Regions from separate parts of the Oryctolagus cuniculus genome. Here region 2 is linked to region 1. A link is a contact called in public Micro-C data. All regions are on one chromosome and are shown on one strand. The core of a region is the stretch at or near the end of the contact, and the rest is flanking DNA. Distances in the headings are between cores, read along the strand shown. Region 1 overlaps LOC138843768 (a long non-coding RNA gene). Region 2 holds the start of MYCBP2 (MYC binding protein 2).

Region 1 (4,913 bases), core at 2,348-4,847:
GATGGAGTTCCTGATTCCTGGTCTCAATCTGGCCCAGCCATGGACATTGCAGGAATTTGAGGACTGAACCCTCAGATGGAAGATCAATCTCTCTATCTCTCTGTGTTACTCTGTCTTTCAAATAAATAAATCTTTAAGAAAAATGGGTTGGAATTGTCTACTAATAGCATAAGTTTCTATAAAGCCACAGGAGACAAACAGTGACAGCTAACATTTTATATGCCAGGATCTATGCTAGGCATTCATATAATTGTCATTTATGAGGCACATTGTGATTAGAACACATGTCTAAGGTCACATGGTGGGTAAGAGGTGAAGCTGGCATTTGAAGACCAGGAACACTGCGAATCTCTTACTTCAAAGCCTGTTAACAAGGTAACACTGCACCCTCTTCTAGAGTTGAGCCAGCTCCAGTGTCCCAACCAGGCAAACATCTATGGTCACTCATGGCCAAATACTCCTCATGACTACCATTTTCATGATAAAACTTCCCCATCTGTGTCAGATTCTATTCGAGTCTATGCCATCTTTGCTTCTCTCTGCTATTACTCCTCTGTTTCTAGTGCTTTCTACTCCTCCCCATTCTGTATCTCACATCCATGCTCCTGGAGAGCATCTCATTGCATAGAGTAACCACCACTGGGTGGTGCTATGCTTTGCATATAATTTGTTCCCCAGAGATTCATGCACTGGATGCTTGATCCTTAGCTTGGCAGTGTTGAGTTGGGAGAACTTCAAGAGGTGAGGACTAGTGGAAGGTAACTGGGTCACAGGGGCTCCACCCTCAGGAGTGGATTAATGATTTCTCATGGGAGTTGGTCAGGTCTGGTAGGAGTGGTTTATCTCCACCCACCCACACACACAGGGTTCCTAGGTTTTAGATTCCTTGTAAACACATGTGCCCCTTCTGCACATGGCCAGTTACACTTTCTACCTTTCTACCACATTGTGACACAGCCAGGGGGACCTCACCAGGATGCCAGCCTTCACTGTTTGGACCCACCAGCCACCAGAATCATGAATCAAATAAATCTTTCTGTGAGTTACTCAGTATTTTGTTAAATACAAAACAGACTAAGACAGTGGTTGGGGCTGTTTAACATCTAGCTCCTATTAACATCCATCTCCTTTTGGAGCAAATTTCTACTATGCATAAAAGTAGAGACAGAGTCCAGTTGCATTTGGAAGCCAGTAAGTCAATGCTCTCCCTTCCTGCATAGCATGGCTATGAAACAAGCATGTCCCTCAGCCTCAGTCAATCAGACAACTGTGGAAACAGCTACAGACTGTGCACCATTGAAGGAACAGCAGTAGAATTAGCAAGCTAAAAAAAATTGCTTGCCTGGTATAACTTTCCTGTGTCCCTGAAAACACTTTGGTTCCTGCCTCTTTTCTAAGGCAAGTGTTAGAGGCTCCTGTCAATATGTCAGCCACATATATCTCTCCAATGAATTTCCTATGGAGGTTAAATTTGCCAGGATCATTTTCTATTGCTTGCAAACAGACACCCAAACTGAACTCAGCCATCCTGCAATTTTGGCTCTTATATTTGAACTGCCTTTGGCTGTGGCCATTACATCTGCTGCCTTTGGCTAAAACCTAACCATAATCCAATCCACTGAGGCAAGGGTGGCAGAGTCACATAACCCTAAACATGGCAGCCTCTGTCCTGTGAATCACCTGTGGCCTCTGCATTCAGTATGGAGCTGGTGGCATTATTTTAACTCTCATAGATCTTACATCAGTCATATAGAAGAGATTCTGTGGTGTTCAGAGGCTGAAGGGATTGAGGCAGTGACCAGTGGGAGACTAAAGCAAGGTGTGAGAGAAGAGACAAGGATGAAGGAGGACCTGTGAGGAAATGGGAGTGAAGAAGAGCAACTGGCCTTGGAAAAAAAAGGAGATAAGGGTGAGATTGACAAGGCTGGTACTTTATTAAATAGGAGGAAGGAGTTATTGTGGAGAGTCTCTCTGATCTGTCAGGTAAGAGCCAAGTTCATCTGCTTAGGGAGACTGGGGAGACTTGGAAAAGCCACAGTGAGAAACAGGAGAGGGAGCCTACTGGGAACTGGCAAAAGAACCATTAAGCCACAGGGAGACAACTGTTTATTTCTGGGTTTTCTAATAGCAATTACCCACTCCACAGGTACATTTTGGACAAAGATTCAGACCAAGGACAGCACAGACGTTCCTTGAAACTTCTGCAGTGCAAAATCAAGGACATAGAAACTCTAGAAAAACATCACAGAACAGAAAAACCTTTAAACTAGCTTTTCAGAAAGGCCATAATTACTGGACTAATGAATGCTTGAGACAATAGAAATCTGTTCTCAAAGGAATCTGATTTTATTCTGTTTGAGATTGAGTTCGTCCATCTGGTGCACAAGGGTATGAAAAAAATTAGACAAAAGGCTTTTAAGGCCTTACAGGAGTATTAGTAGTGATATTCACATCAACAAATTGATTTACAGTGGTCTTTATTATCCTTGGTGAAAAATGTAACCATCAAAACAGCCCTTGTTGGAACTGAACTAGACAATGAAAGGTATCTGAGGAACAGCACAGCTTGGCCGTGGTTATGCATATTGATTTAGAAATTGTGTTAATTCTGAAAATGCCCTGCCTGATGGTTCTGTAAACAAGTGAGCTGATAGGTAAATTGTAGACTCTGTCATCGATTGCCAGTTAGAGTCATGAAGTGAAAACGTGCTTCTGTCATATGATAAGAAAATGAACCACTGTTGTGCATCAGCGGGCATGTGCTAAAAGAAGATAGCATCTGGACAAAATTCAACATGCAATTTTGGCTTTTGTTGTATTTTGAATAAAAAGAGTTGGCTTAACAACCACCTATTTAAAGTATTGCAGGCTGGTGATTATGAATAAGTCTCTTGGCTGATAATTGGAATGGCAGGAGACACCATGTTAGAGGTTGGATAGGATGCAAGAAGTAGTTTTCCCGAAACTGAGTGGTGCAGACAAAAGCAATTCGATTTTCAAAGAATGAATCTTCTTAAACTGTGGCATTCACTGAGGGAGGCTGCACAGACAGGGGTTAATTTACTTAACACTTCAGAAGTTCAAGGGATTCTCTAGCTGCAGCAACAATGATGCAAAATAGAGATTTAAATCCATCATTGTCCTTTTGTTCTTTTCAAACGCAAACGTATCACATTCTTAAAGAAGGACCGCTAGGCACGCTAGGCACGCTAGGCACGCAGGTTTTTATTTGAAACACAACCCGGTCAAGAAACAAAAAGATATTTTCTTTGTCAGCATGTGTTACCAAAAGCCGCTAGAGGGCAGTCAAGCCACTGGGGCTGTGGGAAAGGCGTCCTTCAATCAGAACCTTAAAATGAAAGCCGTTTTGCAGGATTTAAAAAACATTTGATTGCTTAGAAAATAAAAGAAGAGGGCAGGGGAGAGAGGAGAAGGAAATACCTTCTTGATCACATGAATGTAACATTAATAGGAAACAGCAGAAAAAATGTTCCACAAGCCTGAGAGGGTTTTCACGGGCACACGCTTGGGTCCCGTGCCTTGGAGAAGGCAGTAGTAGGACAGTGATTCAGCACTTATGATGTAATGAGGTCAGTCCCCCAATCCACTCGGTGATTTAACCCCGCCTACGAAACAGCGAGAAAGACCGAGGAGGCTGGGCAACCACAACACAACAAAACACAAATCACTGGCCTGGGACTTCACGGAAATTTCTGAGGCTGAGGCGTTGGGAGGCTGCTGCCTGTCTGCGCATGTGTGTTTTTCATCTAAGTGCTGTCTTTTCAGATTGTGAAGTGTTCTTACTCTTTTTTTTTTTTTCCAATCCCACAACTCCATTTAACCCACGCTACTTGTGGGAGGTGAGGAAGAAATGACTCACATGACTGCTAAAATGCTTGTGAAAATGCAGATAAGACGGTGACAGACACTGAAACACTGGGCTCTGATTAAAAACAACAACACAGGATTGTGTTGAGGGTAGGAGGAACATGACGAAGAGTTAATTCTAAGCCCTATGCAGAACCTTACATATTAAAGCTAAAAAGCATTTTAAGGGTCTCAGCATATAATATTTTCATTATTTCCAACCCCAAATTTGCACTTAAGCCAGTTTAACTAGAAAACTCTGTATCCCATGATAGTGCACCAAGAACTATCTTTTAATCAGCTACTGATTTCATGAATTGATCATGGAAATATGATTACAGATAGAGTTTGCAAATGATAAAAGCAATTAAAGAATCATTGGGATTCTAGGCATGCATGCAATGAATAGGCAGAAGTCAAGGCCAATACATCCTGATTTCCTGAAGCAGAGCTCTGAGATGTTGTGTATTCTGGGGATGGCACTTTGGCTCCCTGAAGGAAAAGACTCTTAGATACTTTGAGCTTTAATGAAAAGAGAAATAACCGTGTCCTTGATCCATCAGAGACAGACAAATAATCCTAACTTGCCAACAATCAATGCAAATAAGTTTGATACTTACATCTATACATTGAAAACATAGCTACAATTAATTTACAGAACACACTCTTGAAGTAGGCAGGCATACAGGTTAAAATTGATCAGATTTGTGAACTGGAAGACCACGGTCTTTTCCAATTTCACTCTCACATAGAGTTTAGTAAATAAATACACTCTTCACATGAGTACATAGAAAAATTAACCATATGGTCTAAAGTAAGGCATCCTATAATGAGTTTTCTGACCACATTTTAGTCTAAACTCTTCTCTAAGAACACATGTTACCTTGGATTAATTTTCTTTTCCCTTCCATAAAAGAATTTTGGAAGCAATAGAATCCAGCAAGCTTAAAATACACAGAAATCTCAAAAAGTTCATGGAAAATGGAATTAGAATACTTTGGTGTAAACGATATTTAAATCCATGCATAATTTTTTCACAGTAAGTA
Region 2 (5,631 bases), core at 2,681-5,180, 190 kb after region 1:
TCAGTTTGGAGCATTATGGTGTATGAAATACATTTCATTTTTAAATACATCGTCATTGTACGTGTTAAGAATGAAGGGTTCTGTGACCCTGAAAAAGTGAAGGCTACCTAAGAATGAAGCATTTCTTCATTCTTTAGTCTTGAGTACTTTTGTCTTCAAAATTGTTCTTAGTTCCCATTTTTGTTTTTAAATTATTGTACAAATCGGGGAAACAAACTCAGATTCTTAGCCACAGCATTCTCAGCAGCCTTGATATGCCTGAAAACACAAATACTTCCTGTGTTTGCAATCTTGTTGCAATAATGCTAACCTTTCAAATGAAACTTTGTAACAACATCAGTCTGTTCTCTCTCACACCAATGATGGTTCCTGCCATGTTAGTTGCTGCATCAGGGCTAGTGGCTTCTTTAACACAAAACAAAAACAACTTCGCAGGCACAGAGCAGAAAACACGTAAACACGGTCAAAGTTCAAAAAATTGTGGCCCAGTTTTGCAACGTCAAGTGGCAAAGAACCACACGGATCTGTGATCCCAAGGTCGAAAGATGAAACCATCGTCTTTTATGATCACAACCACAAAGACTCGAAAATGCTACGCCCGTTAAGGAAACGTGCGCAAGGCAGGACTCGCTTTCGCTGCGGCTCTCGCGGGGCGAACGTGCAGCGCCCAGCTTCCAGGCGGTGCTCACACCCAGCGCGCCCGCGGCCGCCCCCAGCGCCCCGGCTCCGCGCGCCCAGCGCGGCCCCGAGAGCAAGCTAAGATGGCAGCGCCGAAGCTCCGGGAGCCGCGCTCGGAGGGGCTGCAGCAAGCCAAGCCGCGTCCTGGACATATTCTTTCATTTGGCACAGTTCTTTGCAGACCCAGAGCTCCCCTCTCCCGCCCCCAGCACGCCGGCCGTCCGGGCAGTCGAGAGCTGGGCTTGCAGCAGTTGCGGTAGGCGACGTTTGCTTTGCCTATCGCAAAAATCCGACGTCTCTGGTCCGCAGCGACCGCGCAGGTGCCCCTCGTGACTTGCCTTGGGGACTACCCCGCTTCACGACCCCCTGACAGCGGGGTTCAGTGTGACACCACACGCCCTTTCGATCCCGGCGTGCGCCACTTTCCCGGCCATCCCCAATATCCAGCGGCCACGGGTGTAGCGGTGGCGGTGGCAGGGGCTGGGGAACGCACAGTGCGGAGGCAGGAAGAGGAGGTTGGGGAGGCGGAGAAAAAAAAAATGCTGCAATGGCTATCAATTTAGAGTGGAGAGACCGCTGCCGCTGCCGTGGAAGGAAACGCTGCCAACCGCAACACAAACGCCACCCTCCGCTACCTAAGTGAGCATGTGTGTGACTCTGCGCACGCCTAGTTGCGCCGTTGGACTTCTCAGGAAATTGTCCAGTTCCCGGGTTTTGTGTGTACCCGGGAGGCTCAGGAAGGGGCCCATCTAGGAGTAAAGAGTACAGTAAGGACTGAAATTAAAGAAGGAGTGGGAGGCACCCTGACACCAGAGCCACCGCTCCTTCTGGGAAGTGTACATGCTCTAAACGGGGCAATGACCGCATGTCACCAACCAAGCCTGCGCTGGGAATGTTTCTCTGTGCACGCCATGTGCACACATTCTTTTCCTCCTGCCTGGGAATAGCTCTTGTGCTAGGAGCTGGGAATGCAGTGGGTGAAGATACAGACAACAGTCTCACCACCATCAAGCACAGTCGTGTGTTTTGCTCAGTGTGTGTTACCACTTGGGAAAAGCTATGTACTAAGGCAGACATCCTAGATGCTCCCTACAATCTCCTGTGGTAGGAATTATCCTGACCACTATTCTGAGAAGGAAACTTACTCACAGATATAAAAGTATGAAGTAGCAGAGGCAGAATCCAGACTGAGGATGTCTGACTTCAAAGCCCTACAGCTATCCTGCTGGGTCTTGCAGCAGTAATGCACCCTTAAACCATCCACCTGTTGGGCCTTTAATATCACTCTTAGAATTTAGCTGCCTCCAGTGTCTTGGCTCTCACCAGGGGAAGAGGAAGTTCCTGCTCAACACTGAGGTGTGTACCAGCTGAAGCACCAGCCCAGACACTGAGCCTAGCAAATAATTATTGGATATATGATGTGTAAAGTGCTAGATTAGGAACTGAGGGAGACACAAAAATGAATGAGAATCACTGAAGGAACTCGTAAGAGTTGAGACAGCAAAGCAAGTGTCAAACTGATTGAACAGGGCTAGCACAATGCTAAAATACTGTGATTCCACATGTCTGCCCTTAGTTCCCATGTTTTCATTTTCACATTCTTAGCTAAAAAAACAAAATCCAGGGGCCACATTGTACTGCAGCTGATGAGATGCTGTGTGGAACACCTGGCATCCCATATAAGCACCAAGTCCCCACTGTTTCACTTCTAATTCAGCTCCCTGCGAATGTGCCTGGGAGAACATCGGAAGATGGCCCAGGTGCCTGGGCCCCTGACACCCATGTGGAAGATGCAGTTGGGGTTCCTGGCTCTTGGTTTAGGCCTGGCTCAACCCTGGCTATTGTGACCATTTGGGGAGTGAACCAGTGGATGGAAAGTCTCTCTCTCTCTTTGTATGTGTGTGTTTCTCCTCTTTGTAACTCTGCCTTTCAAATAAAAAATAAATAAATCTTTTAAAAATAAAAAATAAAAAGCTCTAAGTGTTAGCCATCTATTATTTAAACAATAGCTAAACAATACTACTGCCAGCACCCTTCCTCTGCAAAGCAAGAATTAATTAACTTCTGCACCCACTGTATTTATTAAACAATAAGCAGGACTTTTTGTCATTTTTAAAGAGAAGACATTCAAAGAACAGGCACAGAGATGAGAACTAGTGCGTAATTGAATAGTTGAAGGATGTAGTACTGGGCTTATAAGACTTAGAAATGACTGTAAATTAGGGTTTGGAGTCAAAAGGATAAAACTTAACAGGAATCAGGGTGCACTGGTGCATTTATTTCCAGAGCATGCAATGAGGTTAGCAGATTAGCTCCGAACAGAGGATTCAGCCCATGTCACTTTTTAGACATAACAAAGGTGCGATCTTTGGTAGATCTGACATAATCAGATGTTATACAATCTTAGTCACAATCATAGTTTCAGGTTATATTTAAGACATCTTTAATAACAGGAGTCTTGGCCGAAAAAGATAAGCTGTTAAGGGACCACCGTCAAGAGAACATAGTGTACCCTTAGTGTGCCTGAGGAGTCAACACAACACACAAGAAAACATTCTTGCATCAAGATTCAGCTGTGATGTCCTGCGCATGAATGACTGATTTGTGAATACTAGCCTACCGACTAATTCTGTTTTTTTTTTTTTCTTTCCTAAAAAGATTTATTTATTTGAAAGAATTACAGAGAAAAAGGAGAAGAGAAAGAGGAGGAGAGACAGAAAGACCTTCCACTCGCTGGTTCACTCCCCATATGGCCGCAATGGCGAGAAGCCAGGAGCTTCTTCCGGGTCTCACCTGGTGCAGAGGCCCAAGCACTTGGGCCGTCCTCTGGTACTTTCCCAGGCGCATTAGCGGGGAGCTGGATCAGAAATGGAGCAGCCAGGACTCGAACCTGCGTCCCTATGGATGGAGTGCAGGCGCTGCAGGCCGTCCCCAATTCTGAATTAACCAGTCCTGCTCACAATAAACCTTGGCGCTGGCAGCACAGAGCTGGGGGGCAGGTGGCAGTGCTGCGCGCTCCGGCGCGGGGCTCCAGGCCTCTCTCTCAGGTTCTAAGTCTCCCACCTGGAGGGAACCCATTACCTGAAACGCCGGTAGCAGGCAGCCTTGCCCAACACTGTCCTCACTCTTCCTTAAGCTGCTAGGAAATCCTGGAGAAGTGGATTTCTTTCACAAACCGCACCACCCAGTCGCCCCACACCCAAAGCCCTGGGGGCGGAGGGAGTGGTGGCTGAGGAGGGTGGGGGGGAGGCCGAGTTACTGAGCATGTGCGAAGCGTGGCGCATGCTCAGTGCGGCCGGCAGCTTCCCACTGCGGGTAGCCCCGGCGGTGGCAGCGGTGGTGGCGGCGGCAGCGGCGGCACCGCCTCCTCCTCACACTCCCCGGGTGGCGGGGTTAGATGAGCGGCCCCAGTAGCGGCGAGGGCGGCGCGGGGGGGAGGAGGAGGAGAAGGAGAAGGAGGAGAAGGTCGCTGTCTTTGTAGTCTCCCCGCTGTGGGAGCCAGAGGCCGCCACCGGAGCCGACGTCGTTGGAAAAGGGCTGTGTGTGTGCGCGCGCGTGTCTGCCCGCCCGGCCCGCGGGGACGAGGCGGCGGCGGCGGCGAAGATGATGATGTGCGCAGCGACTGCTTCCCCCGCCGCCGCCTCCTCGGGGCCCGGAGGGGACGGATTCTTCGCAGCCGCCACCTTCTCTTCCTCCCCGGCACCGGGAGCGCTGTTCATGCCGGTTCCCGATGGCTCCGTGGCTGCCGCGGGGCTGGGGCTGGGGCTGCCCGCCGCGGACACCCGGGGTCAGTACCAGCTGCTGCTGTCAGGTCGCGCCCTGGCCGACCGCTACCGGAGGATTTACACCGCCGCGCTCAGTGACAGGGACCAGGGGGGCAGCAGCTCCGGACACCCGGCCTCCAGGTGAGTCTCCAAGGGTGCCGTCCTTGCGCCGCGCGCCTCGTGTGCGCCTGTATGTGTGTGTGTGTGTGTGTGTTCACGTCTGCGTTTCTCGAGCTTTCATTGATGCGAGGCCCCAGAAACGTTTCCCAGGATCTCGGGAGGGTGCGGTGGCTGCAGTTTCTGCTCTCGAGTGTGTGTCTGCCCATGTGGGGGGTTATTGAGGGCGGCAGTCGCGTGTGATACTGGACACGATGATGGTGCTGGGTCGGTCCTGACACGTGTGTGTATTGTTGAGGAAGGAGGAGGCATGGTCGAGGACACTAGGGTAATACCCGAAGAGAAGTGGTGAAGGAAGTGGCGTTCGCAGTGTCTCTGCCGCAATGTTATTTGCACGCCGCACCCCCCCCCCCCGCATGCCATTGCTCCCTCCCTTTTCTAGCCAGACCTCCGCCCCCCCTTTAAAGATATCTGCCATTCATTAAGGAGGACACTGATATAGATGAAGAAGAACGTCTTTTTTGCAGAATGAATTCGTGATAATCAGGCAGGAGGCTAGGCACGAGGTTTCCTTTTCAAAGATTTATGAATAAGAGATGCAAATGGAGATTTCTGTGGGTGCGAAGGGAGCCTGACGGAGGGTTTTAGATCTGCTCTCTGGGCCTTTGGGTCTTCTGGAAATGTGGTCGCAGCTGCTCCTGTGTTCTGCTGTCCCATCGGCCATTTCTCTTCATCTTCTGTTCTGTTTCCTCTATTACTTGCAGGCTTCAGAGGGCAGGGGATTTTGTAGGGAAACAGGGAGCACCGGAGAACTTCAAAATATGACGGCTGGTGTAGTGTTCAGCTGCCACCGGCTCGAAATTTTGAGAAGCTCCTGGATCTCTTCCATTTGGGCTGGCTGCACCTTCAGTTTCCTTGATGTGGATGTTAAATCACTTTCGTTTTCTTTTTCTCAAAACGTGGGTGCCTTTTTTGCTGAGGGCTCTGCTATTGTTTTCTTCTCCTTGCCTTAACATGCCACAGACCCTGAGGGATGGTGACTGACTTGCTTCACCAGCTTTGATGGTGGTTC

What was found. A called contact is a pair of places that touch in the nucleus more often than the background predicts.
Region 2: a contact with region 1 is called in a Micro-C map of ear pinna, with 8 times the contacts expected there. The contact joins the promoter of MYCBP2 here to the enhancer-like site in region 1. A contact is called at or near these places in 4 of 6 Hi-C or Micro-C datasets (ear pinna, liver, psoas muscle and 1 more).

The regions. Positions count from the first base shown.
Region 1 is chr9:34,930,789-34,935,701 of mOryCun1.1, forward strand. All of the region lies in intron 2 of LOC138843768 (a long non-coding RNA gene), which reads right to left. Among named protein-coding and RNA genes, the nearest start is that of SCEL, 70 kb to the left of the region's middle. Within about 2 kb of position 3,598, at least 7 of the 8 cell types and tissues checked have an H3K27ac peak or open chromatin away from gene starts, as enhancers often do. A contact at or near this core is called in ear pinna, where this site is marked.
Region 2 is chr9:35,118,053-35,123,683 of mOryCun1.1, forward strand. MYCBP2 (MYC binding protein 2) reads left to right here and starts at 3,931. Exons shown (of 83, transcript XM_070048701.1): 1 at 3,931-4,583. The coding sequence starts at 4,282. It overlaps LOC127492114 (a long non-coding RNA gene), which reads right to left and starts at 3,939. Exons shown (of 5, transcript XR_011378745.1): 1 at 3,760-3,939.